Regions from separate parts of the Mus musculus genome. Here all the other regions are linked to region 1. Evidence: chromatin contacts called from public ChIA-PET and HiChIP or PLAC-seq data. All regions are on one chromosome and are shown on one strand. The core of a region is the stretch at or near the end of the contact, and the rest is flanking DNA. Distances in the headings are between cores, read along the strand shown. Region 1 holds the start of Calcrl (calcitonin receptor-like). Region 2 overlaps Zswim2 (zinc finger SWIM-type containing 2). Region 3 holds the start of Rtn4rl2 (reticulon 4 receptor-like 2). Region 4 has its middle 53 kb from the start of Zswim2. Region 5 holds the start of D930003E18Rik (RIKEN cDNA D930003E18 gene). Region 6 holds the start of Ube2l6 (ubiquitin-conjugating enzyme E2L 6). Region 7 has its middle 150 kb from the start of Zswim2.

The links. HiChIP or PLAC-seq counts read pairs in DNA pulled down with a chosen protein or histone mark. ChIA-PET counts read pairs in DNA pulled down with a chosen protein or histone mark.
Region 2: a contact with region 1 is called in an H3K27ac HiChIP or PLAC-seq map of DN3 thymocytes, with 9 times the contacts expected there. The contact joins the enhancer-like site here to the promoter of Calcrl in region 1. A contact is called at or near these places in 15 of 39 promoter capture datasets (the C10 cell line, HPC-7-derived erythroid cells, the SN4741 cell line and 8 more), 1 of 484 Hi-C or Micro-C datasets (cortical neurons), 6 of 115 datasets of contacts at active chromatin or transcription factors (the 230-238 cell line, DN3 thymocytes, bone marrow-derived macrophages and 3 more) and 2 of 9 other capture datasets (adipose tissue and embryonic stem cells).
Region 3: a contact with region 1 is called in a CTCF HiChIP or PLAC-seq map of the NIH/3T3 cell line, with 5 read pairs. The contact joins the promoter of Rtn4rl2 here to the promoter of Calcrl in region 1. A contact is called at or near these places in 3 of 39 promoter capture datasets (the C10 cell line, HPC-7-derived erythroid cells and pre-B cells), 1 of 15 datasets of contacts at CTCF or cohesin (the NIH/3T3 cell line) and 1 of 9 other capture datasets (liver).
Region 4: an H3K4me3 HiChIP or PLAC-seq map of bone marrow-derived macrophages shows a contact between it and region 1, with 14 times the contacts expected there. The contact joins the enhancer-like site here to the promoter of Calcrl in region 1. A contact is called at or near these places in 11 of 39 promoter capture datasets (the C10 cell line, the HPC-7 cell line, cranial neural crest and 8 more), 2 of 15 datasets of contacts at CTCF or cohesin (large pre-B cells and pro-B cells), 2 of 484 Hi-C or Micro-C datasets (bone marrow-derived macrophages and nephron progenitors), 15 of 115 datasets of contacts at active chromatin or transcription factors (the 230-238 cell line, CD8 T cells, the HPC-7 cell line and 10 more) and 3 of 9 other capture datasets (adipose tissue, liver and pancreatic islet).
Region 5: a contact with region 1 is called in an RNA polymerase II ChIA-PET map of memory CD8 T cells, with 5 read pairs. The contact joins the promoter of D930003E18Rik here to the promoter of Calcrl in region 1. A contact is called at or near these places in 1 of 39 promoter capture datasets (frontonasal cranial neural crest) and 2 of 115 datasets of contacts at active chromatin or transcription factors (memory CD8 T cells and pro-B cells).
Region 6: a contact with region 1 is called in a CTCF HiChIP or PLAC-seq map of the NIH/3T3 cell line, with 5 read pairs. The contact joins the promoter of Ube2l6 here to the promoter of Calcrl in region 1. A contact is called at or near these places in 5 of 39 promoter capture datasets (cranial neural crest, frontonasal cranial neural crest, pre-B cells and 2 more), 1 of 15 datasets of contacts at CTCF or cohesin (the NIH/3T3 cell line) and 2 of 9 other capture datasets (adipose tissue and liver).
Region 7: a contact with region 1 is called in an H3K27ac HiChIP or PLAC-seq map of oligodendrocyte precursor cells, with 7 times the contacts expected there. The contact joins the enhancer-like site here to the promoter of Calcrl in region 1. A contact is called at or near these places in 13 of 39 promoter capture datasets (the C10 cell line, the HPC-7 cell line, HPC-7-derived erythroid cells and 7 more), 1 of 484 Hi-C or Micro-C datasets (bone marrow-derived macrophages), 4 of 115 datasets of contacts at active chromatin or transcription factors (acute myeloid leukemia, bone marrow-derived macrophages, large pre-B cells and 1 more) and 2 of 9 other capture datasets (adipose tissue and macrophages).

The regions. Positions count from the first base shown.
Region 1 is chr2:84,423,137-84,427,332 of GRCm38.p6, forward strand. Calcrl (calcitonin receptor-like) reads right to left here and starts at 2,130. Exons shown (of 16, transcript NM_018782.2): 1 at 1,934-2,130.
Region 2 is chr2:83,927,839-83,932,034 of GRCm38.p6, forward strand. All of the region lies in intron 3 of Zswim2 (zinc finger SWIM-type containing 2), which reads right to left. Among named protein-coding and RNA genes, the nearest start is that of Zswim2, 11 kb to the right of the region's middle. Within about 2 kb of position 1,838, at least 77 of the 459 cell types and tissues checked have an H3K27ac peak or open chromatin away from gene starts, as enhancers often do. A contact at or near this core is called in DN3 thymocytes, bone marrow-derived macrophages, effector CD8 T cells and 2 more, where this site is marked.
Region 3 is chr2:84,884,957-84,889,152 of GRCm38.p6, forward strand. Rtn4rl2 (reticulon 4 receptor-like 2) reads right to left here and starts at 1,736. Exons shown (of 3, transcript NM_199223.1): 1 at 1,706-1,736. The coding sequence starts at 1,736.
Region 4 is chr2:83,991,977-83,996,172 of GRCm38.p6, forward strand. It overlaps the pseudogene Gm13691. Among named protein-coding and RNA genes, the nearest start is that of Zswim2, 53 kb to the left of the region's middle. Within about 2 kb of position 2,160, at least 119 of the 459 cell types and tissues checked have an H3K27ac peak or open chromatin away from gene starts, as enhancers often do. A contact at or near this core is called in the 230-238 cell line, CD8 T cells, the HPC-7 cell line and 11 more, where this site is marked.
Region 5 is chr2:84,838,200-84,842,395 of GRCm38.p6, forward strand. D930003E18Rik (RIKEN cDNA D930003E18 gene) reads right to left here and starts at 2,009. Exons shown (of 2, transcript NR_165656.1): 1 at 1,549-2,009; 2 at 651-1,454. Slc43a1 (solute carrier family 43, member 1) reads left to right here and starts at 2,427. Exons shown (of 14, transcript NM_001083809.1): 1 at 2,427-2,806. The coding sequence starts at 2,575.
Region 6 is chr2:84,796,911-84,801,106 of GRCm38.p6, forward strand. Ube2l6 (ubiquitin-conjugating enzyme E2L 6) reads left to right here and starts at 1,918. Exons shown (of 4, transcript NM_019949.2): 1 at 1,918-2,022. The coding sequence starts at 1,996.
Region 7 is chr2:84,092,820-84,097,015 of GRCm38.p6, forward strand. No RefSeq gene overlaps it. Among named protein-coding and RNA genes, the nearest start is that of Zswim2, 150 kb to the left of the region's middle. Within about 2 kb of position 2,117, at least 16 of the 459 cell types and tissues checked have an H3K27ac peak or open chromatin away from gene starts, as enhancers often do. A contact at or near this core is called in bone marrow-derived macrophages and oligodendrocyte precursor cells, where this site is marked.

The DNA of each region.
Region 1 (4,196 bases), core at 880-3,379:
TATTGCTAGTTAGTTAAACTGATGTTGCAGATAAAAACATGGTTTGATTCTCAGACATTGTTTACTCATTTTAAAAGCCACACGTACTCTAGAAGGATACAAATTCCTATTTTAATGTTCTTGTTATTAACTCAGATAATTTCTTTGCCTAATGACCATCAATATTCATTGCCTGGCATTTTTCTGCTATAACTTTTGGTAATTAGGATTGTTTTAAATGATGCTACAAATATAGGTGAGAATATTAAAATAAATCATACAAGATGGTTATATGCTTTGAAACATTAATTCAATAAAAATCAGAAGAGTTTGTGGAGGTACTAATTTACAATAGTTTATTAATATAATACTTAATTTCAGAAAATCATCTGGCTTAGAATAATGCTTTTCAACTTCTGTTCCTATGAATGACACTGGGTTATTTAATGTGCTGATTTCGCTTCTTTCTCCAGTTATTTAATGACTATTTGTAACAAGTCCTATCTTAAACTCACCTTGTCTGTTTTTATACATCAGGGAACTCGGTAGTATAAATAAAAATAAAATAAAAACATAAATCAGCCGCAAAGCTTTTAAAAATTACAAGTGTACAAATTAATGTTTCAATTACATTGAAAAACATGTGGAAACTGAGCCAAAAATCACTGAGGAGTTACTCAGGATGAGTTTGTAATATTTTGTTTATTTGCCAGACTACTAGAAATTGAGCTCAGAATGCTAGCATTGAAAGGCATCTTGCAGCTTATATTTCACTTAAGTAAGAAAACGTAGAATTTAATAAATTATGCTAATAAGCACAATTTTAATCCAAAACTGATATCTCCCATTCCTTAGCAATAACCTGTGATGCCGCTCTGACAGCCACTTGTTAAGTAGGCACTAGCTCCTTAGATTCTCAGGACAGTCTGTACTGTGGCAAGAGAGACCTGCAGCTGCTTCATCTCAGCATCATAGCTGAAAATCTAATTTAATTCCTCTGCTTAATGAGCTAATCCACTTGCTTATCGTGCCTCTGTTTATGTATTTATGGAGACTCCTTTCACACTCTTCCCCCACAAGTTTCCAGTATAATTGAAGTAACACAACTCTAAGCTTAAGAGTTTAAAAACCATGAAGTAATGTAGAAATCACTACATTTTCTTAACCCTGGGCAGTTGTGGGGTTTATGGTTGGTTGGTTGTTGGTTGGGTTTTTTGTTTGTTTGTTTGTTTGTTTTGTCTTGTTTTTGTTTTCCCCTTACCTTATTTGTAAGACACCCATGATCTTAATACAGTGGAGACAATTCATGAACACCCCCCCCAAAAGAAAAAAACCCAATACAAACAACAACAAAAACAAAGGAAAACCAAAAATGGGGTATTTACACAAATCTAGCAACAAAGAACAATGAAAATTCCATTGGTTCCCTAGTTAGAGGTGTAAATGTCAAAAGAAGCGGAAAGCAAACAGAAGTCCAAGCCGGTGGCTTTTCTTCTTAATCCAACTTTGTGTTCAGCCACACAGGAAGACTCTGGAACCCCATAGTCTTCTGCCATCCCTTCCTTAGAATACTGATTATGTGGAAAATTTAAAGACCCTTCCTGGGGTGCAAATGTTTTCCAGCTGTCAGGACTTGAGCTGGTAGTACAACTAACTTTAAAAAGGCATTGTTTCCTGATTAAGGTATTTGTTCAGAAACTTGCCTTATAGCCCGCTCACATCGTTAATAATTGGTAAATTTATTTTCTAAAGTATCACTGTAAATACTCTTATGCACTAGTAGTACATTTTGTATGCATTCTGGAGTAAGACTCTCTAGTATCCCTTTGTAGACTAAATGAAGCGGTTTCAACATTATTTCAATGCCACTTACTAAATTCTTGTTAGAAACATTGTCATAATACTTAAGAATAGTGCTGAGAATACATACGTTTATTTTGAATAATACACTTACCTGGCACAGCTCCTAAGGAAATTCTGTGGGAATAGTCTCAGGAGGGAGTTTGATTTTCTGAGATACTGCACAAGAGTTTCCCGGAGGCGAGGTGTGGAAAGCTTTGCAATGTGGTCCTGCAGGCAGCGTGAGGTCCAGGCAACAGAGCCCGCCGGTCCTAAGGCAGAAGTGCACGCTGCGAAGAGAGGGCTTGTTCTGAGTAGATGGGGAGTGTTGTCAGATTGTAAGCGATCAGCAGCAGAAGGGAAACATCACAGCTTCCTGTTACATCACCCCGCCCCGCCTGCACTTAGTGTTAGGTTACTTTCTTTCTCAAATAGCTTACCCCAGGAAAGGAGCAGCAACTCCCTTCTCACTCTGACAAGAGCAAGAAGCAGCCTGAACAGACAGAGATCCTTTGCTGTATGAACACATTGTTACCAGCAAAAGCTGGCTGCCTTTCACCTAGACTGAGTTCTGTTAGAACTTGCTGCCTGGGATTTGAAGGCGATCTTGGTGTAAAAGAATCAAAGGAGTTAGGAGTGTGGGTGTGTGTCGAATTAAGGTTCACAGAACAACCAGGAACAATTTATCAGTCACATCTTTTTTTCTTAAATGTGCATGGAATTTTGAGCATCAGAATTACTAATTCGGACTCAATTTTGAGCACTAATATCTGATGCAACTCCACAACCAGTTTTGCATGAGAAGATGAACAGGCTTCGGGCTGTCCTTTCTAGGAGTTCCTGAGTTGTATGTCCTGTAAAGCCAGACTGTGTATAGAGTATGAAATCATTGTACATACTTTTAAATATCTGACATAATTATATCATTTTATATAATCTAAACATTATACTAGTTGTACCTCAAAATAACCTTCAAGGAAAGGTGGCTTTAGTTTAACATGATACTATGAAATAATTTCATACAATAAATGAACTTCAATTTAAAAAAAAGTTTTCCCTCTAAACATAATTATATCATAAAGTAAGAAATCATTGCGTATGATCAGGAAAAAAAGCCTATAAACCTGAAATATACTTGTTAGTTTTATATAATATGATAAATTATGAGATTTGGCAATAATCATAACTCCTGAAGCCAGACAGCACTAAAAGTCACATGATCTTTGCATCAAATGTCTCACGTATAAACTGGAAAGGATGGATAAAATAATATAATTTGTCTGTTTAAACTTTGAATCAACATATTTTATAACATTTAGAAAATGGCAAGTTCTAACTAGCTACTACAATCTTGCTGCTTCACCTTGGAGGAACAGACGAATAGCGAAGCTACTACAACCAAGTAGCAGATGAGGAGCTCAAAGTCCTAGCAGATGAGGAACCGCACTAAAGACACAGGGTGCAGAATCTCTGGATATCGTGTTCCTGAAAGACACCGCCATTTTTAAATGTTTCCTATCTTGATCCATGGAGGAGATTTATTGCAGAATCTTTAATTCTGTATATGGATATAGAATAGGATGCATCCGTTTAGAAATATGGGACATAATTGACCATCTCCATCACTGAAAATGGAAAGTCTGTGTAAGAAGCTGAACTACACAATGTAGTTTTAAGAGACGGCGATAAACTGGGAAGTTACTTTGTGGACACTTTAGTTTTGCTTTCTATAGGGAACTGTTGAATTATATTTTCCTGTGCTGTTTCCTTCAGCTCATGGGGTGAAAAGTCAGCATTATAAATCACTACTGCCTCCTAAAATAATAACTCATTAATCAGAAAAACAGTAAAACACATTCTTGGGTGAAACCACAGAGTTCTGATGTGGAGTCGCATGTTGCACAGGGGCTCAGGAGGAAAGCAGTAGAGAGTAATCATGTCCCCTTGCAGATGTTTATACTCACTGGGACAATACTGACAGAACTTTTAAGTATGATGTTTACAGCTTAAAGTTCAGGCAAAACAAATACTAGATTTTAACTTCTAAATGATCATCATATATGCTCCTGTATCCATTTCTAAGAATATCTGACCTCTGAGACACAGACTGGTGTATACAAAGCTACATACATTTCCAGTAAGTATTAAAGCATTAACATGTTTTTGATTCACTCATTGGATTTGTTCAAACACAGCAGAGTCTTAGTAAGTAAAGGGGTTCGTTCTTTTAGATGATGCCTGAAAGATCACAAGCCGGCAATCATTCTCCTGTATAATAGATATACATGGTGCTGTTGTAAATGGGAAATTTAATACAACCTGTAGTGTTTAGTATAAATTATTGGTTGTGTATGTAGGTTTATGGCTGTGGTGCATGA
Region 2 (4,196 bases), core at 588-3,087, 500 kb before region 1:
AATTTACAACAAATACATAGAATTGAAAATACAAAGTGATAGAAATTGTGTGGGAAAGGCAGAATACAGAATTCAAACAAAATACGTCTTTGTAGTTTTACATTTTTAGTATATACATATATGTGTGTGTATTTATAATCATAAAAGCAGCATATAAAAATTCTGGATATATTTATGTGGAAATTTGAAAGTTTCTTTTAAAATATGTTTTTATTTATGTATGAATAATTTAACAGATGGCTTCATACACCATTGCATTAAAGAGAAACCACTGGATGATATATTTAAGTTTGAGTAGAAATATACTTTTGGGAGAAACAGAGTTCAATGTTCAAAATATTTATTTCAGTTAGGAAGTATAAAGTTTCAAAATTAATGTACACAGTCGATATAAATAATTTACTAATTTAATACTTTCTGTACGCATGGAAAAATAAAGGCTTTTGCCTTCACAGAGTACAAAGTACATGAAATATTAGAACAATCAATAGTTAAATGCTGCTTTTGAAGTGAGAATGTACCTAATACACACACTTAAATGTAATATTTTACATCTAAGTAAATGTAGTATTTTAGACACTGTGTAATATTTTAGCCACTGGCCATTGAAACTGTCATATGCCTAGACTTAGCTAATATGACTGAAAAAATATGAATTAAAATTTTTGTTATGTTTACCGCTGATCATCTGCAGTTAACAATGTTTTTATGAGTATGTTTGTGATGACTTGGGAATTATATAAGTCAAATTTTCTTTTTGTTATTTATTTGTTTTATTTTGTATTTTATTGGATATTTTCTTTATTTACATTTCAAATGTTAGCCGCGTTCCAGGTCTCCCCTCTGGAAACCCCCATCCCCTCCCTCCTCCTCCTGCCTCTATGAAGGTGCTCCCCCACCCACCTGCCCACTCTTGCCTTCTAGCCCTGGCATTCCCCTACGCTAGGGCATCTAACTCCCTCAGGGCCAAGGGTCGCTACTCCCACTGATGTCCAACAAGGCCTTGTTATTTATCTTTAAGTTAGCAATGAGGTAATAAATTTCCTTATGACATTTTCATACATTGGACCACAAGCAGATCAAATGTTCACAGTTGAAATATAGTGCTTGAGTACAGAGCCTGAGAAGTTTAAAACACATTAGATTTTGAAGACAAAATAAAAATGAGAGAATAGTGTTTCTAATATCTATTCCAATTAGACAGTGACAGTTTATTTTGCCATATTGTTAGAATATGTTTTTCCATTCTTCCTCAGTTCCTTTTGATTCTTATAAAACTGCAGCTACAAAATTTCACATATGGCTTGTCTTACTTTTCTGTTCTACAACCGAAACATTGAAGCTTGTGAATATATTATGGAAAGACAGTATTAAGGTCAGCAAGAATGAGACTTTTGGAGAGAGTCAACATGTCACTTAGTGTTGAAATAGAGAAGAACACATGTGTGAGGTCACACAACCTTGTCAACATGCGGAAAGGATTTACAGAGTGACAGAGGAGGCATAAACAGTGAAGTGGAGAGGTCAGAGGTAAGCTGGTGGAATAATGGGAAGAACACCACAGCTAGGAAACCTGAGGAAAAGGCAGGGTGTAGAATACACAGGGTGGGGAGAATGGCTAGACACGGAAGAAGAATATGAGGAGACAAATGAAGAATTGTATGATTTCTAGGTTCAGCAAGGAAATAAAAGGGGAAGTCAGAGTGGGTGGCTCACGTATTTGAATGCTTAGTTACCAGGGAGTCTTCTTTGATTGAATTAGAGGATTAGTAGGTGTGGCCTTGTGGGAGGAAGTGTGTCACTAGATGAGGGCTTTGAGGTTTCATGCCAGGGCTAGTGTCTGTCTTTCTGCTTTCAGATCAGGATGTAGCTCTCCACTACTGTTGCAGTGTCTGCCTGCTTGATGGTAATGGGATACATCACAGAAGCTGCTAGCAGGCCGCAAGTTAATGCCTTCTTTCCTATGAGTTTCCTAGGTCATGGTGTCACTTTACAGCAACAGGACAGTGACTGAGACAGTATGTGACATCTGGCATATGAAAGGGGAACAGGGATCAGGGAAATCTGCTGCTTAACATGTATGTGGGGGGCCTTCAAAATGAGCTTTCCAGAAGGCAGCTGGAAATGTTGGTTTGTGGCTAAGCAGCAATCAGCAATACAAAATTAACAGCTGGAGTTGTAAAAAGTAGGAGACATTTCTGAAAGACTATGTGAACTTAAGACACCAAGAGGAAACTACATGTGAAAACACCAGTGTCAATTTATTAACATAAAATTAAAATATATTTATAATAGTTTGGGGGGATGAATTTGCCTAAGTAAAAGTTTTGATTTAAAAAATTTAAATGACCTTCCTGACAACCGACCACCTTCCTGGTGAGAGCACAGGTGTCCGCCTGGCCAAGAGGCTTCTGCCTCACTTTCCACGGGGGCCACCTTGGTTCTGGGACTCCGCGGCGGGCAGCCTGCAGGTGGGAGTGTGGAACACAGAGGCCAGCAGCTCTTGGGACAGGTGAGAGCCACCATAGCATCTGAGGCAGCGCCATTTCCGGCTCCAGACAACTGACCACCTTCCTGATGAGAGCACAGGGGTCCGCCGGGCCTGAGAGGCTTCTGCCTCACTTTCCTCGGGGGTCACCTTGGTTCCGGGACTCCGCGGCGGGCGGTCTGCGCGTGAGAATGTGGAACACAGAGGCTTCTGGAACGGGCGAGAGCCACAGAGCCTCTGAGGCAGCGCCATTTCCGGCTCCAGACAACTGACCACCTTCCTGATGAGAGCACAGGGGTCCGCCCGTCCAAGAGGCTTCTGCCTCACTTTCCGCGGGGGCCACCTTGGTTCCGGGACTCCGTGGCGGGCGGTCTGCAGGTGAGAGTGTGGAACACAGAGGCCAGCAGCTTCTGGAACGGGCGAGAGCCACAGAGCCTCTGAGGCGACGCCATTTTCGGCTCCAGACAACCGGCCATCTTCCTGGTCAGAGCACAGGTGTCTGCCCAGCCCGAGAGACTTCTGCCTCACGTTCCTCGGGGGCCACCTTGGTTCCGGGACTCCACGGAAAGTAGTCTACACAGGTGAGAGGGTGGACTACTGAAACAAAGGCTTCTATGACAGGCCAAAGCAACACAGCTTCTGGGAAAGATCCCGTTTTGGGCCTTCAGCTTCGGCCAGGAGGAGGTCCAAACTCCAGATAAATGTGCACCTCCCTGAAAGAGGAGACCTTGCCTACAGAGACTGCTCTGACCACTGAAACTCAGGGAAGAGAGCTAGTCTCCCTGGTCTGCTGATAGAGGGTAACAAAATCACCAGAGGAACAATCTCTAAACAGAGACAACTATAACAACTAACTCCAGAGATTACCAGATGGCGAAAGGTAAACGCAAGAATCTTACTAACAGAAACCAGGACCACTCACCATCAACAGAACCCAGCACTCCCACTTCACCCAGTGCAGGGCACCCCAACACACCTGTAAAGCTAGACCTGGATTTAAAAGCATATCTCATGATGATGGTAGAGGACATCAAGAAGGACTTAAATAACTCACTTAAAGAAATACAGAACACTGGTAAACAAGTAGAAGACATTAAAGAGGAAACACAAAAATCCCTTAAAGAATTGCAGGAAAACATAACCAAACAGGTAGAAGACATCAAAGAGGAAACACAAGAATCCCTTAAAGAATTGCAGGAAAACACAACCAAATAGGTGATGGAATTGAATAAAACCATCCAAGACCTAAAAAGGGAAGTAGACACAATAAAGAAAACCCAAAGTGAGGCAACGCTGGAGATAGAAACCCTAGGAAAGAAATCTGGAACCATAGATGCAAGCATCAGCAACAGAATACAAGAGATGGAAGAGAGAATCTCAGATGCAGAAGATTCCATAGAGAACATTGGCACAACAATCAAAGAAAATGGAAAATACAAAAAGATCCTAACTCAAAACATCCAGGAAATCCAGGACACAATGAGAAGACCGAACCTACAGATAATAGGAGTGGATGAGAATGAAGATTTTCAGCTCAAAGGACCAGCAAACATCTTCAACAAAATTATTGAAGAAAACTTCCCAAATCTAAAGAAAGAGATGCCCATGAATACAAGAAGCCTACAGAACTCCAAATAGACTAGACCAGAAAAGAAATTCCTCCCGACACATAATAATCAGAACAACAAATGCACTAAATAAAGATAGA
Region 3 (4,196 bases), core at 486-2,985, 460 kb after region 1:
AGTACCCAGGATCTGAGATAAAGTTCTCAGCTTGTGCCAGCCGTTAGGCCAGAGGCCCCTGGGAATAAGAAACTTGAGGAGGAAGGGGTGGGGGGCAGTGTCCAAGGCAGGAACCAGGGTGCACCATAATAGGGCAGAGATGTCCCAGTAAAAGTAGACAGGCCTCTAGTTGTAGAAAGAAGGTGCTGGGTCCTAAATACAAGCACCATCTGCACACCTCAAACGCTGCCTCAGAGAAGAGCCAGGGGCCTGCCAGGCAGATGCTGAGGGGGCAGAGGGTGAGGAGGTGGGGGGCCTTGGGAGTGGCAGGGGGGCGATGGCATACCAGTGACGCAGGGGCCTGAGGAGGCACCGATGCAGGTGACTGGAGGCTTTAAAGCTGCTGCAAACAGCTTCTCACTCTGCCAGAATGTAACACCCCAAAATAAGCAGCTACTGTGGGGCGGCAGGATCCGACGTCGGGGCTTGGAGATATAAATGGCAGCGCTGAGGCAGCCCAGGTACCCACCCCAAGGAGGCTGCCCCCCACCCCCACACACAAAGTGCTCACGCTCCTTCCCTCAGCTCTAACCCAGACCCCGAGCTCAGGGTCCTTTGGACTAGCCCAGCAGCTACTCCTGAGAGAAGGGCTATACCAGGCAGGCGCTTTGGAATGGAGAGCTTCCCACGTGGAAGTGGTTACCAGAGCCTCTTTGTCTACTCCCTGGGCACCATCGCTTCTCTTCCATCTCCTTCTCTGGCTTCTGTTGACATCCTAATCCGTCTCAAATCACTCTACCGCGTAGGGATCCCGGCCCCCACCCCTGGTGACCATTTTCCTGGTGTCTGAGTCTTACATCTATCCTTCCTCACTAGCTTCCGCTGGTTTCTAGTCCTCCCATCCCCTTTCCATTCCAATCTCCTAGAGCCCCAGTCCTCACCCTTCCGGTTATCTCCCCCCCCCCCCCCGCTCCCCTCTAGCTTTTTATGCCCCTGTACACCTCTCTCCTGAACTGGTCACCCTCTCCTCCCTCTTCCTTGGTCTTCCCCTGGACCCCAGTTTCTGGTCGTCTAACCTTTATGCCTCCTCCTACCCCTCCTTTATCCCGCCCCCCACCTCCTCTTTCTCACCCCCACCTCCCTAGACACTTTTCTCATCCTGACTCCCCTCCTCCCTCCGACCCCTACCCTCCCCGCCCCCAGTCTCCAGCCCACACCCTTGGCTGTCACTCAGTGCTCGGAACTAGCCTCCTTTTAGCCCCTCCATCTATGCGACTAGGCAGGGCCATTGGGGAATCTCTCTCTACCCCCTTCATTCCCAGGCAGACCCCTACCCACATGGCTTGTCTTCCCAGGTGACTGGAAAGTGCTGAGACACCGGGCACGAGGAGTTGCTGAGTCGGCGCTTCCCCAGCCGGCCCGAGTCCTCAGCGTCCCCCCGGAGCAGGTGGAGCCGGGACAACAGAACCTGAGCCTCTTTCTCCTCCTCCCAGCCAGCTCGGTCTGCCCTCCGCGTCCCCCCTTGGTCACGAGCTCCCCGCACATTCCCGCAGGCTCCAAGCCCAGTGCCCTCCTGCGGCTGGCAGCTCTGGGGGCGGAGGCGCCGCTCCCGCGCTAAGCGGTTTTTTGCTCCCTACCCACCCCACCCCCTTCACTGCCCCACCCTCGTGCCCAAGGAGAGGGGCGCCTCTCTCTCTAGTGTCCTCCCGCCGGCCGGTGTCCCTACCTTGCAGCAGGCGCCGGAGCCCGGGCAGCATCTTGTCTCGACGATCGGGGGAGGGGGCGGCGGGGGGGAGGGCACTCCCACTCGCTCCCTTATCCCGCCGGACAGACGGCGGGGACTCCGCGGGGCTCCGTAAGGACCCGGGGAGTCCCGGGCTACGTAGCGGGGCTGCGGAGTTCTACCCTGCGCCCCCCGGACTCCGTGCCTCGGAAGGAGCCATCGGCCCCGACGGGACGGGGCGGGGCACGACGGGATGGAAAGGGCTGGGTTGACCCTGGACACCCGGTGTCCGCGCCCCTTCAGCAGCGCGGCCCCGCAGGGAGTCGGTTAGTCGGTCGGTCCGTGCGCCCCGGCTGCTCGCCGAGGGAGAGTGGGGACAGCGAAGAAGCGCTCCCCCCCCCCCCCCATTCCCGCACTCGCTGGCTCCTCCCTCGCTTCCCGGCCTGCCGGTTTAACCCTTTGCTGGCTACTAGGAGGAGGGAGTAGTTCTCCATCTAGACCACTCAGTCTCCGGCCCCCTCCCAACCTTGGGAGATCGGGAAGGCTGTGTTCCCGTAGCCTCTGCGGCGCCATGCCTTTAGAGAAATCCCTTCTTGGTGTGTGTGTGTGTGTGTGTGTGTGTGTGTGTGTGTGTGTGTGTGCGCGCGCGCGCGCGCATGCAGTAGTGTTAAGTCCCCTCCCCACCCCCACCCCCTGACTTGTTCAGGGTGAGGATTTCCCAACTTTCCCAGAAGATATGCAGTTTCAGAGCAGTTTCCCACTCAGCGCCCCTCCTCCTGCCCTGCCCTTCGCGATCGTTTGCGTCCCTTAAAGACTGCAAAATGTCACGTTTTCTTTTCTTCCTAGACCCTCAGGGCGGTTTGCATAGCTATAGGACCAGTGTGTCTAGGAGTTCGTGTGAGCAAGTGTATGTGCGCGTGCTCGCGCGCGCAGACGCTTGGGCAGGTGTAGCTGAGTGCTGGCCTTTTATTCCTGTCGGGAACCAGGACCAGGGCGGGAGTACTAGTGTGTGCTCGCTGGTTTCTGCTCTGGTTGAGCCACGCGAGGGCTGTGTGAAATTCTGCGCGCTCGAGTTCGGGATGGGAGGAGAAGGGAATAAATGTTCAGGTGTGTTGTATGTACCTTAAAGCTTTTTACAAATGGGTGTAAGTTTGAGCGTGCGTGCGAATTGTGTGCGTGTGTGAACGCGCGCGCGTGCGCGCGTGTATTTACGTGATATGTCCCAAAGGGTATGATTTCTTATCTCTCGCCAGAGGGCAGAAGAGGATCCAAAAGTGGTAGCAGACTGCTGGTTCACAAAAACTTCTAACCCTCTTCTTACCAAGGGGCGGATAGGGGCCTCATAGGGTCCCTAGACGCCTCTATCCTGGCGGAGTCAGCCAATCCCTGACCTCAGCGCCTTATTTTAAAAGCCTCAACGCCTTTCGCCCTAGTCTTGGTCAGTCCAAGGTGCCTAGTACACGGTTTTTGATAACCCCCGTATGAAGGGAGCCGCTTGGGGAACTGTCGCCAAGCGGCGCACGCGGGGTTGGGATTGCTGCAGTGGTGCCTACGGCGGCGGTGCCAGGGCCATCTGGATGCAGTCGGACCCTGCCTGCGAGTGGAGCGGAGGAACCCTTAGTCCAGGCACGGGCTCCTCTTCATACCTGTGCCTGGGTCCAACGCTGTGCACGGCATACAGTCGGCGCTTTATATATGCTAGTCTCATTCTTCTCATTCACTCCACGCACCTTTTATAATCTGCCATTCTTCTCTCGTACTCATTCGATTTCTCTCATTTTCTCCCCCAACTCTTATTCATATTTTATGATCCCCATCTTTAATCTCTATTCTCTTGTGCGCCGCCTTTTAGTTTCTGTCCTTTCCTCCCCAAAGATGAGATGAGTATATCTTCTGTCTTCATTGGTTCTCTTTCTCTCTGTCTCTGTGTATGTGTGTGTGTGTGTGTGTGTGTGTGTGTGTGTGTGTGAGAGAGAGAGAGAGAGAGAGGGGGGGGGGGAGAGAGAGAGAGAGAGAGAGAGAGAGAGAGAGAGAGAGAGAGAGAGAGTCCCAGCCTCCTCTTGGCCTCTCCAAGTCCGCATGTGTTTCCTCGCCTCTTTGTCTCTACTCCCTTCCTCCCTTTCATCTTGTTTCTTGGCTGGGCTGCGATGTTGGTGGTGGTAGCTGCTCTCAGACTCTTGCACCTCATTCTGGAGTGCCCCCTGGTGGTTCTATCTTACGTTGCTTCCGGGGCTCGCAGCTTGGCAGTCCCTGAATTTTCTCTCCTGCTTTTCTCTTTTTCCAGGTCAGATAGAAACAGAAAGGGGCATATTTGGGTCTCCTCTCTCTGGAATAGAGCCTTGATTTTCCTTGGGTCCTACCCTGTGCAGGGCCCGCTCCTGGAGCGTGCGCGAGGGTGTGGGGGGGTGTTTAGTGCTGGAGGGGGCGGCGGGGAGGGAGTGTTGGGGGTAGCAGGGTGGGATTTGGCGTCCTTCCCCGGAATGAGCCGCGGCAC
Region 4 (4,196 bases), core at 910-3,409, 430 kb before region 1:
AGAATGTGCACACAAGTTGCTGAAAATGGAGTTTGCAGAGAGCCAAACAAAAGAACTCTGCAACATGATACTTGATTGCTGTGCCCAACAAAGGACCTATGAAAATTTTTTTGGCTTGTTAGCTGGGCGGTTTTGTATGCTGGAAAAGGAATACATGGAATCATTTGAAAGTATATTCAAGGAACAGTACGACACCATCCATCGCTTAGAGACAAACAAATTGAGAAATGTTGCTAAGGTGTTTGCTCACCTTTTATACACAGATTCACTTCCATGGAGTGTTCTCGAATGTATAAAACTGAGTGAAGAGACCACGACATCGTCTAGTCGAATTTTTGTCAAGATCTTCTTCCAGGAACTGTGTGAATACATGGGTCTTCCTAAACTGAATGCGAGGTTAAAGGATGAAACTCTCCAGCCATTCTTTGAAGGTCTGTTACCCAGAGACAACCCACGCAATACTCGGTTTGCCATCAACTTCTTCACTTCCATAGGTCTCGGAGGATTGACGGATGAACTGCGAGAACATCTGAAAAATACGCCCAAGGTCATCGTAGCCCAGAAACCAGAAGCTGAACAAAAGAAAACAGCCCTGACATCTTCATCTTCAGAGTCTTCCTCGGCGTCTGATTCCTCTGACTCAGATTCTGACAGCAGCGAAAGCAGCTCAGAGTCCTCTAGTGAAGCGAGCGACTCCTCCTCCTCCTCCAGCACTCAGAGCTCTACCTCAGCTAAAGGTACAAGAAAGAAGAGACAAGGGAAGGCCAGAGGCGAAGAAGTTGATAAGTTAGCCAGGGGCCACCAGGCACTTGAGCGGAGGCAAGGAGGCAGGGAGGACCAAAGGCACCAGGAAGGGAGGACTGAGAGAGCAAGGTCTGAAAGACACAGAGCTCAGAACTCACGAGATGCAGACTGGAGAGATTCCCTAGCAAAGCACATAGATGACAGAAGCCATGAGAATAGTCACAGCAGAGTTGGCAATGGCCGAGAACAAGGCTCACACAGAGAGCCAGAAGACAGGCATGGCGAACCAAAGAAGAAGCAGAGAGAGAAGAGATTCTTTCTCTGAAAATGAGAAGCAAAGAAGCCGAAATCAGGACAGTGATAATGTTAGAAGAAAAGATCGTTCCAAGTCAAGGGAGAGGAGTAGAAGGCATTCTGGTCACAAGGGAGACGACGCCAGGTGTCAGAACGGTGCAGAGAGACGCTGGGAAAAGCCTAGCAGACGCCCTGAACAGTCTAGAGAGTCAAAGAGAAGTCAGGACCGGAGGAGAGAAAAGTCTCCAACAACACAGAAATAATCCTAATGACAACTGAACATGTCTTACACTTAATTTAGTTCAGTGTCTTTTTTACATTGATGAATTTTATAGAGAACTCTTGTATAAAGTACCTGTTTGTAAATTTTGAAGATGTTTCCTTTTTGACATGTTTTATAATTGATATATCTCAAGGTTCTTTGTGTAAAATCATAAAGAAAAGGGATTCAACAAAAGGGTAAGTCTTATGTTTTGTGAATAAAAGGAACAAATGTTCATTGAAAAAAAAATGGATGACAGAATGTGGAAAGTGAAGGACTGTTTTATTTTAGTAAATGAGTTTTTAATTTAGAATTTTGATAAAAATAAAATCTACTGTTTGCTTTTGAGTAAGCTAATTTTCATTGTCCTTAGCAGGGACTTTGGTGAAGTATTGTTTGAAATTCAATGGATTCTGTTTTTCAATTTCTTTTAAGTAACTGAATTGACACTAAGTGTGTCTATGTGACTCTGTTGGGTAGAAGGTGACAGCAATGACTTCTCCAGCAGCGCTGGGAGTCTATGTCTATGTTTATTCCACTGGGTGTCAGCAGAGCACCACTCGCAATGTCTTGGCGACCATTTAGTCATTGCTTGTTTGTAGTAAACAGCTTTTACTTGTCTCCTGAATGATGATGTATAAAACTGAAACTCGACAATGCAATTATCTTGTGTATTGCAATAATCACTCTCTGCCTAATTTTTAAAAACCATTCTGATTAGAGTCAGCCGTGTAAAAAGTTTGGCTGCTGGACCCCACCGAGGGAACTAGGAAAGAAAAAACCAACCCCACACAGCTCAGGAAAGACAGTAACTCGAGCACTTCCTGCTTCTGAGCTGAGGGTTTTCAGTTGGTGGCTTTTCTCTTCTGGAGGTTATGAAAAACATTTGAACTATGGGAAGATCAAACGTATAACATTTCCTCTTTCAGTTGTTTCATTTATAAATATGCCTTAAAGGATATGAGCGGTAATTGAGTAGCTTCAGGCGGTAAGGTATGATACTCTTGCTCCTTAGAAGACATTGTGTCATTTGCAAGCATTTTTAACCATTTCCTTCACTGACTCCTAAAGCAGCATCATTTGTGTCAGCTTTGTGTTGACTTGGCCCTGACTCATCTCACAGTAACTTTCTTTTTTTTTTTTCCATTTTTTAATTAGGTATTTAGCTCATTTACATTTCCAATGCTATACCAAAAGTCCCCCATACCCATTCCCCCCCCCAACTCCCCTACCCACCCACTCCCCCTTTTGGCCCTGGTGTTCCCCTGTACTGGGGCATATAAAGTTTGCAAGTCCAATGGGCCTCTCTTTCCAGTGATGGCCGACTAGGCCATCTTTTGATACATATGCAGCTAGAGTCAAGAGCTCCGGGGTACTGCTTAGTTCATATTGTTGTTCCACCTATAGGGTTGCAGTTCCCTTTAGTTCCTTGGGTGCTTTCTCTAGCTCCTCCATTGGGGGGCCCTGTGATCCATTCAATAGCTGACTGTGAGCATCCACTTCTGTGTTTGCTAGGCCCCAGCATAGTCTCACAAGAGACAGCTATATCTGGGTCCTTACAGCAAAATCTTGCTAGTGTATGCAATGGTGTCAGCGTTTGGAAGCTGATCATGGGATGGATCTCTGGATATGGCAATCACTAGATGGTCCATCCTTTCGTCACACTTCCAAATTTTGTCTCTGTAACTCCTTCCATGAGTGTTTTGTTTCCTATTCTAAGAAGGGGCAAAGTGTCCACACTTTGGTCTTCGTTCTCTTGAGTTTAATGTGTTTAGCAAATTGTATCTTATATCTTGGGTATCCTAAGTTTCTGGGCTAATATCCATTTATCAGTGAGTACATATTGTGAGAGTTCCTTTGTGATTGGGTTACCTCACTCAGGATGATGCTCTCCAGGTCCATCCATTTGCCTAGGAATTTCATAAATTCATTCTTTTTAATAGCTGAGTAGTACTCCATTGTGTAAATGTACCACATTTTCTGTATTCATTCCTCTGTTGAGGGGCATCTGGGTTCTTTCCAGCTTCTGGCTATTATAAATAAGGCTGCTATGAACATAGTGGAGCATGTGTCCTTCTTACAGGTTGGGGCATCTTCTGGATATATGCCCAGGAGAGGTATTGCTGGATCTTCCAGTAGTACTATGTCCAATTTTCTGAGGAACTGCCAGACTGATTTCCAGAGTGGTTGTACAAGCTTGCAATCCCACCAACAATGTAGGAGCGTTCCTCTTTCTCCACATCCTCTCCAGCATCTGCTGTCACCTGAATTTTTCATCTTAGCCATTCTGACTGGTGTGAGTTGGAATCTCAGGGTTGTTTTGATTTGCATTTCCCTGATGATTAAGGATGTTGAACATTTTTTCAGGTGCTTCTCTGCCATTCGGTATTCCTCGGGTGAGAATTCTTTGTTCAGTTCTGAGCCCCATTTTTTAATGGGGTTATTTGATTTTATGGAGTCCACCTTCTTGAGTTCTTTATATATATATATGATATTAGTCCCCTGTCTGATTTGGGATAGGTAAAGATCCTTTCCCAATCTGCTGGTGTTCTTTTTGTCTTATTGACGGTGTCTTTTGCCTTGCAGAAGCTTTGCAACTTTATGAGGTCCCATTTATCGATTCTTGATCTTACAGCACAAGCCATTGCTGTTCTATTCAGGAATTTTTCCCCTGTGCTCATATCTTCGAGGCTTTTCCCTACTTTCTCCTCTATAAGTTTCAGTGTCTCTGGTTTTATGTGAAGTTCCTTAATCCACTTAGATTTGACCTTAGTACAAGGAGATAGAAATGGATCAATTCACATTCTTCTACATGATAACAGCCAGTTGTGCCAGCACCATTTGTTGAAAATGCTGTCTTTTTTCCACTGGATGGTTTTAGCTCTTTTGTCAAAGA
Region 5 (4,196 bases), core at 759-3,258, 410 kb after region 1:
CTCCTTTTTTGGTGTGGTGGCTCAGCAGCTCCTTCCTGGCTACCTTTGTGGAACTCTGCACTGTTTCAGGCTCCTTCAGAGCTCTGTGAATCACACTTTTTTTTTTTTTTTTTTGAGACAGGCTTTCATGTAGCCCAGGCTGGCCTCTTGCAAATTGAACACGACCTTGAACTTCTGATCCCCCTTGCCCCTACCTCTCAGACGCGTGCCACTAACCCTGCTTTGTGCTGTACTTCAGATCAAACCTTCAGGCTTAGACATGCTAAGCAAGCATTTTACCAGCCACACCTCCCACTCCCTGCCCCCAACCCCAGGGTTTTCTCTGTGTAACAACCCAGGCTGCCCTGAGACCAGGCTGGCCTCAAACTTGAGAGCTCTGCCTGCCTCTCCCTCCTGAGTGCTGGGATGAAATGCGTGCACCACCAGCTCTGGTCCGTCCTTTTCACTCTTAATGCACCGAGTTAACCCGTACCCGTATTTTCCTGCAGCATAATTACTTCCTTAATCTGTCCAAACAAGTACTGAATAGCGTTCCTGTTTTACAGATGGGGAAATTGAGGCCAGGTGGACTGAATGGTTTACCAAAAGATCAATCATTTAGCGACAGGAAGCACCTGATCACTGAATCTTGCGAAATAATGACAACAGCGGCAACAATGAACATTTATTATGCTCACCAAGTCAAGTGTACCCAGCATTAATTACTACTGCATCCTAATTCTATCTCCTCTTGACAGGCCGGCAAATGCTGTTATCCAAATTTATAGAGAAGGAAACAAGCTTTGAGAGATTAAGTTGCCCAAGGTAACTCGGGCTAGACAGCTTTCAAAATGCAGACTCTTAACTGGAGCATATAAACTCCAAAAGAGTTCCCGACTCTTTTGGAAAAGAATCCTTTTCAACTTCACAGTTCAAGACCCCACCCTAGCCTTTCCAGCATCCAGTTTAACTTCAGCCAAGTTTTTGGTTGTTTTGAACAAAGATGTAGAGAATGCTGTCAAACGTTAGTTCAGGGGGTCAACAGAGAAGCTGGGGGTCGAGAGTGGAAATTTAGGCGCCCCGGGCGCACTGGGTAAGAAAAGTATCTGGGGACCAACAGGCGAGTCACGTGTGCATGAAACTCGACCTAAGGGGTGGGGAAGGACGGGAACCCCCGCCCCCACCTTGGGGCGCTGCTCCCAACGCCTGTAAATACAGCTATCAACTCCGCAGATCGCGTAGTCCATGCCCTGGCTTCCCGGCTTCACCTATCTGTGGCGCCAGGACGGTTCCCAGATCCACTGCTTCTTTCGAGGGCGCAGACGAGGTGAGACCGGCGGTTCCGAGGCCCGCTGGGTCTGGCACGCAGGGAAGACACCCCGCGTGGATGCGATTTGGAATTGGGATCCTGGGTCTCAGGAGATCCGGAGTGTGGAAGCGCCGGGGAGACTCTGTGTTACTCCGGGTGTCAACAGCTGCGGGAGGCAAGTTTGTCGGGGACAGGTGAGCAGCTAGCGCAGCTCAAAGTCACCCAGCCACACTTGCAGGTCCCTGTGAAGCGTCCGTTACCTGAGTCTCTGGGCACATTGTTCCCTCTGTCCGACCCCTTCATTCTCCCCTTCTTCTCTTCCACTCTGTTTAGAACCACGGTTGTCATTATAGGATGGGACCTCGGGGATCCCTGATTCAAAAGCCCCGTTTCACAGATGAGGGGCTGGGCCACCCCCTAGAGAAGGGTCTCTTTCTCTTCGTCTTTCTTGTTTGCTCTTCCCCTGATCATTTCCTCTAGGCTCGCCCGGGTCTTGCTTCGGGTCCCCGGGTCAGATCGCCTCCCTTGTTGGCGGTGGCTACCGCGGCCCTGGAGGGCTCGGGTTTCTTCGTTCCCTCTGGTAAACACACCCGCCCGCCGGCCACCCCATCTGCCTCCTTATAAAGTATGTCCTTATAAAGTCTGCAGGCACCGGACTTCCTGCCGGAGCCCAAGCCCCCTCCCAGGGACAGAGGGGCTGGCGCGTTCCCAGGCGCGCGGCGGAATGAGGGGCGCGCGGAGGCGCCACGGGGCCCGCCCAGGGTCTCCCTCCACGTGGCAGCCGTGGGATTGGCCCAGGAGACAGGACGAGCGCCGCCGGCTGTGTCAGGCGGGAGGAAGTTTTCTACCCGGGCTCTGGAGAGGAGGAGTAGAATGAAAGGCGTAACTAGAATAGAGGGTCTCGGGGTAGCCCCAGACTTCCCTTTCCGCCTCCTGCTCGCTTCTGAGAATCCGATCTGGTGCCTAGAGGCTGGCTAGCTGTGGGCCAGAGGTGGCTACAGAGCACGGTGTGCCCCTTGGTGACTTTGAGAGACTTTGGGAACTTGGGGGGTTGTCTCCTGGAGCGGGATCGGGGCGCCCTGGCTCGGGTAGGCAAGCCCGGCAGCGCGCCAGGAAGTTGCTTCGCTCAGACCAGACCTTTCTGGTTCCTGATAGCGCCCTGCGGGCCAGTGGCGCGTTCGCTCCTGGCACTGCCAGAGCGCGCGGAGCCAGCTCCGCAGCACCGGGCTCTATGGGGCCTCCATGAAGGCTCCATCTCTTTGGCTCCAGGGGTCTCAGGAGCCACCATGATGGAGTACCCTTCCCAAGGGCCGCTAGGAAGCCCTTCTCTGAGCGCTCTGTTTCTCTGCAGAGTCTCGGCCACCATGGCTCCCACGCTGAAGCAGGCGTACCGCAGGCGCTGGTGGATGGCTTGCACCGCTGTGGTGGAGAACCTCTTCTTCTCCGCGGTGCTCCTGGGCTGGGCCTCCCTGCTGATCATGCTCAAGAAGGAAGGCTTCTATTCCAGCCTGTGCCCAGGTATATCTGAGAAGGGTGTGGGGGTGGGAGGTGAAGACCGCGAGGGACGGTAGAAGGAGGAGGCAGGAAGTTGGAAAACAAGGACAGGTGGTCAGGCAGAGACAAAGCGACAAAGCAGGGCTGCCCAAGACCGGAACACTGGGCAGCTAGGAATTGGACAGCCTCACTTCATGATCTCTTCAAACTTCAGGTGCCACTCTGTCAGGATTCTCTGATTCAGTGATGAGTGAAAGCCAAAGTCCCACTAGGCATACATATCCTGAGACTGATTGCCTATGACAACCTTCTGTCTAGAGTAGTCCGTAGACTCTTAGAAGTTCTGCACCTACCTGGATAAGGAATGCTCAAGTTAAACAGGTCTTTTGTGTGTGTGTGCTAGCAAGCATTGAACTACATCACCAATACACAGAGAGTTCTTAATGAGATCAAACAGAAGTACACAAACTGGAGAATGGACGTGAAGGACCTATACTCTTGGTCTTTTCAGGACCTTGGAGTTCCCAGGTCTACAAATCATCCCTTTTGTACAAAGTTAAAAGCCTTATTTCCTCTAGAATGGATATTTGTGGAGCGTTTGTTTCTGTTTTCCACACCAATCACCTTGGTCTTGTGTAAAGTGACCCGGACCTGGAGTGGGAATTCTAAACTCTTTGAGAATAGTTAGTGCAGCCAGAGGCTGCCTGTCTGCATCTGTCCGTCAGGGAGGGAGCGCCTCACTTAGTGACTGGGACTTGGTGGATATTTTTCTTTTCTGGAAAGGAGAGTGTTGTGCTCAGTGAAGGGGCTGTGTGGTGTGCAGTTTGATGTCTCTCCTGTCTCTTTCCCCACATCCTTGTTGTGGAAAGAAGGCCAACAGGGATTGGAATCCCGGCTTCCATCTCATTTAACCAGTGAGTTCCTTGCAAATTGAGTGTCCATTACCTAGAAACAATAGTAACATCAGTTCCCTGGATGACTAAGTCTCAACACACATGTGAATGTCCTTCTGGCTTCTCCTGACTCTTCAGCTCAACCTGTTGCCTCATTGCTTAGCCTGTGAGTGTGGGAGGATGGAAAACCATTTCCTTGAGGGTGGAGGTGAGGAGGTCTTGATATCTATCCTTACTTGCAGCTCCAGCTATACTGTGGGGCTGCCCCACCCCTGCTGAAGTTATCTCTAAGGAAGCAGTGGGTTGCACCCAGCTATGGCACTCAGCCCAGGTGCCTGGCCCCAGTTACAGAGGGCTGGGGCTGGAGATGATGGAGTTAGTGTGAGGCCTAGGAAGGCAGGGTGGATTCCTTGAGGAAGAAGTCTGAAATGGAATGATAGGCTTGCATTTCAGGATGGTTGAGAGGACCAGGTGGGTCCTTAGGGACCCCCACCCACAGGAGATTCAAATCCCTCTGAGCT
Region 6 (4,196 bases), core at 668-3,167, 370 kb after region 1:
ACCAGAGGACTTGGGTTCAATTCCCAGCACCCACATGGTGACTGATGACTGTCTCTAGCCCCAGTTCCAGAAGATCTAATGCTCTCATTTGCTTCTGCTAGGCATGCAGGTAGTTAACAGATATATATGCAGGCAGGAATCCATACACATAAAATTAAATTAAATGATTTTTAAAAAATTAAAGGCCATTGTTAGCTGCATATCAAGTTTAAGACCAATCTGAACAACACAAAATGGTATTTAAAAAAAAAATACTGGGGCTGGAGAGATGGCTCAATTGTTAAGAGCACTGACTGCTCTTCCAGAGGTCCTAAGTTCAATTCCCAGCAACCACATGGTGGCTCACAACCATCTGTAATGAGATCTGGTGCCCTCTTCTGGTGTGTCTGAAGATAGCTACAATTTATTCATATATAGAAAATAAATAAATAAATAAATAAATAAGTAAAAAATACTGAAGGGAAATTTTCTCTCTGTGTTTCAACTGCTTGAGAGCCCCTCAGAGGACAAACACCACAATTTCTCCATCTGATGTGTTCCATCGATAGTACCTGGCACTTGGTGTTAACTAAGACTACTAACCAGAAATGGGTTCAAATGCCCTTATCTCCAAACTATATTTAGGGATTGCTGATGGTGTCCTGCTTATTGCTGGCATTTAGAAGGTATCTGGTTAAAGTTATTGAACTGAAAAAAGAACCCAGAATCTTTTTTTCTTTTTCAAGATTTACTTTATTTACTATATGTAAGTACACTGTAGCTGTCTTCAGACACACCAGAAGAGGGCGTCAGATCTCATTTCAGATGGTTGTGAGCCACCATGTGGTTACTGGGATTTGAATTCAGTACCTCTGTAATAGCAGTCAATGCTCTTAACTGCTGAGCCATCTCTCCAGCCCCAGAATCATTTTTCAAGCACATCCTATATGTAAGCAGAGCAGATATTTGGTTCCTGGACAGGAAAATAAAAATCATGTGACCTACTGGGTCAAAATCTTGGGCTTCAAAATATGCTAATTTCTGGGCTGGAATGGGTGAGGCAGGTAGGTGGATTCCCTTCTAACTCTAGAACTTCTTCCAGAGGCTGGGGGCTGCTATTACACCTTGGCCTCGACTTGAGCTGGGATGAGGGGGGTCTTTACTCTTGCGCAGAGGGCTAGAGACTTCTTGGCTGTTCATTTGGACACACAGTAGTTCCATAGTTTGTAATCAGTTGGTGATAAAATATAATAGGCTCCTGAAATCTATCTCGAGGCTTCAGCCACCCATCGTTTTCCCAAATTGCCACACAGCAGACACTTTCTATGTGTTCAGTAGAGTAAAACACAGAACGCCCAAAATAAAAGCGAATGAGTCCAACAGCGTCCTCTAGTGGTGCTCGGGCACCAAGCAACCTAAAAGAAGCATCGCTGCGTTTCTGCCCATCTGCTGGACTGTACCACTCAGGGAGCGGTCCTCGGAGGACATAAAGTCTATACTGACCCCCCCCCCCCCACTCTCTTTTAGAACGGAGCACTGAACCCACAAAGGCAAAGTGACTTGGCCCAGGATTCTGAGACTTTCTTTAGAGGTGGTAGGTTCACAATTCCATTGCGGAGGTCGCAGAGAGCCCTGCCCCGGAGCTACTTTGCATCAAGAGTATCTCATCTGTGCTTTGGGCGAGTTTGCTCTCAGCGTCCGGGGAGCTGACAGAGGCTGGAGATGAATCCCATCCTGGCTTCTACGAGATGTACCCCGCAAGATGCAGGAACCAAGAGGAGCAGTGCGCTCCACCGACGTAGTCTCTGATCTGCAAGGAGCATGAGTTGCTGAGATACGAGATCGCCAAGCTGGGCACTCGACTGCAGCCTCCAGATATCCACCAAAGGGGTGGGGAGCAGGTCTTTGCAGCTAGAGTCGGTGTGGGTGGAGTGGAGCGTGGGCGGGGCTCGGGAGCTGCAGTTCAGAGAGCGGTGTCCTGCTGGAATCTGCTGGTGCCCCACGCTCCAACCCGAGATGATGGCCAGCAAGCGAGTGGCGAAAGTAAGCCTATGTAGGATGACCCTTTCCTTGTGCCCCTTCCCGCCCTGCCCTAACCTTTCCGCCCTGCCCTAACCCTCCCCTGCCCCCTTGCTCTCTGAGCTTTTTTTGTTATTTGGGTACCAGGGCTGGCTGAAACTCAGGTATCCTCACCTTTTCCCAATGGAGAAATGGGAGGAGAAAGGCGCGGTGTGTGTGTGTGTGTGTGTGTGTGTGTGTGTGTGCGCGCGCGCGCGCGCGAGAAGGAGGGAGAAAGAGAGGAGGAAGGGAGGGGGCCTGATTGAGAAGGTCTGGAAAAAAAAGTTGTCATCAGCTTCAAAAAAAGTTGTCATCAGCTGTACTGGCCACGAGAATGAACTGGTCTTTCCAAATGGTTTCCAATGTATTGGGCTTTCCAAACTGGTTTCATTTTCAATTTCTGCTGGAAATTTATTAGTGGAACTTATCTAAGGCACAGGAAGGGCTCTGTTGCTCCGCCTAGTGGATACACCCATAATTTGATACCTACATTACCCGAGGCCACAGAAGAGTGATGTTGGGCGGTGGGGTGGTGAATGGACAGACCGTGAAATAAAACGTACAGACTAGTTCCTGGATGAGAAGTAACAATTTATGCTCTGAGTAGGTTATTTGTATGCAGTCCTGCTCCAGCTACTAAACGCCTACTTTGTACTAGCCCAGTGCCAGGCAGCAGGAGCAGAAAAGGAACAGAAATCTTGTTCCGTTTGAACGTTCATTTCTATGAGACACTATTTGGTACTATCTGAAAGAATGAAAAAAGGGCAGTTTCCTTAGGAATGTCTAGACCGCTGAATGGAGCCAGGATTAGAGATCGTGGAGGAGAAATGCTCGTGAGCCAGGGCTGGTACCGCTAGGCTTTGAGTCTCCCCGAAGTGCTCCTCTAGTCTGCAGAATTGAGGGGAAGGCTTCCTCAGGAGACAGAAGGGATGGTTGCTGGCCTCATGTTTCTCTCTCTCTCTCTCTCTCTCTCTCTCTCTCTCTCTCTCTCTCTCTCTCTCTCCCTTTCTTTCTTTCTTTCTTTCTTTCTTTCTTTCTTTCTTTCTTTCTTTCTTTCTTTCTTTCTTTCTTTCCTTCTTTCTTTCCGAGACAGGGTTTCCCTGGCTGTCCTGGAACTCACTTTGTAGACCAGGCTGGCCTCGAACTCAGAAATCCGCCTGCCTCTGCCTCCCCAGTGCTGGGATTAAAGGCGTGTGCCACCCAGCTGGCCTCATCTTTCAAAAAGAAAATTCTTTTGAGATGGAGAAGTCCAGAGCAGACCCAAAACAGAACTAAACTTTGTTGGTTTTAGGCTGGTACTAAATGGGGCAAAGGGTAATTTGCTACCTCAACGCTAAAAGGTAGACTGGCTTTTGTTGCTCCGGAATTGTCAGCACCAGGCAGTTTGTTTTATTTAACTCTTAGAACAACTGTGAGATAACTGTGTCTTCCCATTTCATGGAAGAGGAAACTGAGACATCAGGGAGAGTAACGTGGCTGGCCAGTGATATTCTGCAGAAGTAATGGGGCTGGAATTTGAGCCCAGACTGATAAGAGTCTAACTCACAGGGCTTTTCCTGCCTGTTTGCCTTCACTTTCATTTCTCCTAAGTCAGGTGACTTACTAGCTGGCTTTGGGAGGAGCTGTGTGCACTGGTGTGGGTTTCAGCAATCATGGAAAGTTCGTCAGAATTCATCAAAACACAGAAAATTCAAGTGTTAAGAGAGAAAATTTCCCTTCGGTACTTTTTTTTAATACCATTTTGTGTTGTTCAGATTGGTCTTAAACTTGATATGCAGCTAACAATGGCCTTTAATTTTTAAAAAATCATTTAATTTAATTTTATGTGTATGGATGTCCTGCCTGCATATATATCTGTTAACTACCTGCATGCCTAGCAGAAGCAAATGAGAGCATTAGATCTTCTGGAACTGGGGCTAGAGACAGTCATCAGTCACCATGTGGGTGCTGGGAATTGAACCCAAGTCCTCTGGAAGATCAACAAGTGCACCTCCCCACTGAGCCATCTCACCAGCTTAATTTCAGGATTCTTATGCCTCCATCTCATTCCCTAAGACATGGGATCATGGATGTGCACTGCTTTATCAAGTGTTGTACAGTGCTGAGGATTGAACCCAGGGTTTTGTGCACGCTAGACAAACACTCTACCAACTGAGCTG
Region 7 (4,196 bases), core at 867-3,366, 330 kb before region 1:
ACTTAGAGAATATCATGGCCCTGTAGTCATGGCAATGAGATATGTAAAATAACAGTGGGTGTATTGCAGTGATAATGAGGATGTTAAAATACCAATAGGATGAAGAGAAAGCGTCAACAGACTTTTACCTGTGATTCTAGCCTCTCTCTGCCCCTACCTGCCTCTGCCTCACATACTCTTGGAGGATTGTGCTAGAGTATATGAAATGTGGAATGGAGTAAGACTTTTCAGTATTCTAAATGTTACAAGCCTCCTATTCTTTAAACAATTCCTCACCCATGTTCTTATAAGGAAGCCCAAGACTCATTGCTTCACCTAACTGGACTTACGCTGTCATTTCTTTCATCTGTCATTGGTTCCCTATTTGTGCTGAATAGATGTCTTCCTAGGGAGAGAAACACAACATGAAGACTTTTAGAAAACAGGGTAAAGTTAAAGAGAAAGTCTTGGTTTATATCATGACTACATTCTTGGAGCTTTTCCTTTGTTATTAATGAGCTGGGAATTAATGAATGTCTTTGACTAGTGTTTATCCTGTCAGCTCTTTACTAATAAGACCGAAATTCTCTCTCTTCTGTGCCAAAAGGAGAAGTGAACACATGGACCCATCCCTGAACCAAAGCTGTCTCTAATTGATAACCCTTTGCAAATGAAAATTCAGTTGCTGCCATAAGGATCTCACTGAGGAAACCAACTACTCTTAAGGGTAAGCTGTTGTGTGCAGCAGTAGATGACTGTCTTATTCAGGGTTTCTATTCCTGCACAAACATCATGACCAAGAAGCAAATTGGGGAGGAAAGGGTTTATTCGGCTTACACTTCCACATTGCTGTTCATCTCTGAAAGAAGTCAGGACTGGAACTCAAGCAAGTCAGGGAGCGGGAGCTGATGCAGAGGCCATGGAGGGATGTTCTTTACTGGCTTGCTAAGCCTGCTCTCTTATAGAACCAAGACTACCAGCCCAGAGATGGTCCCACCCACAAGGGGCGTTTCCCCCTTGATCACTAATTGAGAAAATGCCTTACAGTTGGATCTCATGGAGGCATTTCCTCAACTGAAGCTCCTTTCTCTGTGATAACTCCAGCTGTGTCAAGTTGACACAAAACTAGCCAGTACAATGACCAACAGAAAAAGAAACTCAGTGACATCTTTGGAGGCTCTTCATCTCATAGTCTCATGTCAATACTTAAACACACACACACACACACACACACACACACACACACAATTATATCACACATAAAAATGTCTTATAGCTTTGTGTTTTTATGGGATGTCTGAGTGTGTGAACAAGTGTGTCTCTGCTTCTATGTTTCTTGTACCTTTTCTTGTTTTTTTTTCCTTCTGTTTGTTTGTTGTGTACTATTCTGATGTGTTAGGTTTTTAAAATCTCATTACATTTTATTAGGTTTTTATGCCTCAAAAGCCTGTTGTTCATTTTCTAATAGAGACAAAGAGGGGAGGGATCTAGGTGGGGATGGAGGTGGGGAGGCACGGGGAAGAGCAGAGGGAGAAGGAACCATGATCCAGATCTGTTATTGAGAAGAAAAATCTATTTTCAATTTAAAAAAAAAAAGAAAAGAAAAGACTGGCTATAGAATATCCAGAAGTTCTGGCTTTTTAAACACTAATTTACCTCATTGTATAATTCTTTAGTTTTTATCATTTGCTTCTGTGCTTACTTAAATAGCAAATTCAATTTTACACTACATTCATTTTCTTTTCTGCTCATTATGCTGACTTAAAATTAAAAGCAGAACCATGATTTCCATTCTAGAAACTCCTTTTCATTCTACAAGGTACATTTCTTAAGGTTTCTTATATTTAAAAAAAAAAAAACCAATACACTCTTCTTTCCTTTAACTTAATACATGCCACCTGTTTAAAGGCACAACCACCATTCAGAACCTCAAACAGAAAGTTGATTTTACTGTTTTCAGGAAAGCTGAGCTTGAGAAGACACCAGTGTCACTGAACAAAGCACAAAAGACTGTGTACTGGTGTGAGGCTGTCATTGATTGCTTGGATCAAGGGCTACTTGTTTCTATGGCCAAAGAACAGTCAGTGTTTATTAGGGGAATAGAAACCATCCATTCTGACTCTTGCTTTGGTTATTCAGAGTCTGTCTCTATGAGCTACTTCTCCATAAGTCAGTGAGTCAGTGAGTGTTCCTGCACTACCCAAAGGCTAGTGAACTGGTAGGTAGTTGATTACAAACAGCCTGCAGACAGAGGCACTTCCTTTGAGGACACGCTCCCACACATCTTTGTTCTCATGGTTTACTTGGTATGAAAAGTGACAAATGATTCTGGTTATTACTGCACTGATAAAGTCATTTTAATATTTGTATAGTTATAGTAACATTTTGTGTATTTTTGTTTCTGCAAAGTGCTCTATTAGATTTCAAGAATACTGATTTTTAAAAATACTTGTAGTATGAAAAAAATATTCATTTGCCTTTCTTCTCAGTTTGGTAGTTTTAGGTTCTCATTAGCAGAAAAATACTTTTTGGGAATTTGTCCTAAAAAGAGGAATTGTTTTATTTTCAAATCATTAACTGACAAAACCATGTAAGTTTCACTGTTAATGAAATTAATAAGCTAATTAAGAACCATTTATTTTAAGGTGCTTGATCCACTTGGACTTGAGCTTTATGAAAGATGACAAACACGGATCTATTTTCATTTTTCTACATACAGACTGCCAGTTAGACCAGCACCATTAATTGAAGGTGTTTTCATTTTCCTGTGGTATATTTTTGGCTTCTTTGTCAAAGATCAAGTGTCCGTAAGTGTGTGGTTTTACTTCTGGGTCTTCAATTTTATTCCATTGATCAATGTGTCTGTCTATGTACCAACACCATGCAGGTTTTATCACTATTGCTTTGTAGTAGAGCTTGAGATCAGGGATGGGGATTCCCCCAACAGTTCTTTTATTGTTTTTTTTTTTTTCTTTTTCTTTTTCTTTTTTCCAGTTCTTTTATTGTTGAGAATTGTTTTCACTATTTTGGGTTTTTTTGCCTTTCCAAATGAATTTGAGAATTGTTCTTTCCATGTCTTTGAAGAATTGTGCTGGTATTTTGATGGGGATTGCATTGAATCTGCAGATTGCCTTTGGTAGGATGGCCATTTTCTTTATGTTAATTCTGCCAATCCTTGAGCATGGGAGAGCTCTTCATTTTCTGAGATTTTCTTCAGTTTCTTTCTTCAGAGACTTGAAGTTATTGTTATACATATCTTTCACTTTTTTTGGTTAGAGTTACCCCAAGATATTTTACATTATTTGTGGCTATTGTGAAGGGAGTTGTTTCCTTAATTTCTTTCTCTGCCTGTGTATCATTTATATAAAGGAAGGAAGGCTACTGATTTATTTGAGTTAATTTTATATTCAGCAACTTTATTGAAGTTGTATATCAGCTGTAGAAGTACTCTGGCAGAATTTTGGGATCGCTTATGTATACACTATCATATCATCTGCAAATAGTGATACCTTTACTTCTTTGCCAATTTTTATCCCCTTGATCTCTTTTTTTTTTTTGTCTTATTGTTCTAGCTAGAACTTAGAGTACTACATTGAATAAAGAATGGGGAGATTGGGCATCCTCATCTTGTCCCCGATTTTAGATTTTAGTGGGATTGCTTCAAGTATCTCTCCATTTAATTGGATATTGGCTGTTGGTTTGCAGTAAATTGCTTTTTATTGTGTTTAAGAATGGGCCTTGAATTCCTGATCTCCCCAATACTTTTAACATGAAGGGGCATAGAAGACAAAGTGGTAAAGTCCCTTGAACTCATTGGCACAGGGGGAAGTTTCCTAAACAGAACTCCAATGGCTCAAGAAATGATGAATGGGACCTCGTGAACCTAGAAAGTTTATGTAAGACAAAGGGCATAGTCACTGAGAAAAATCAGCAACCTACAGACTGGGGAAAAAAAATCTTCACTAACTCCACATCCGATAGAGGACTAATATCCAAAATATATAAAGAAGCTAATTACCAAAAAACCAAACAACCCAATTTTAAAAATAGAGTATAGAACTAAACAGAGAATTCTCAACTGAGGAATCTCAAATGGTTGAGAAGCACTTAAAGAAATGTTCAAAGTCCTTAGTGATCAGGGAAATATAAAACAAAATGCCCCTGAGATTCCACATTATACCAATCAGATTGGCTATGATCAAAACCACAGGTGACAG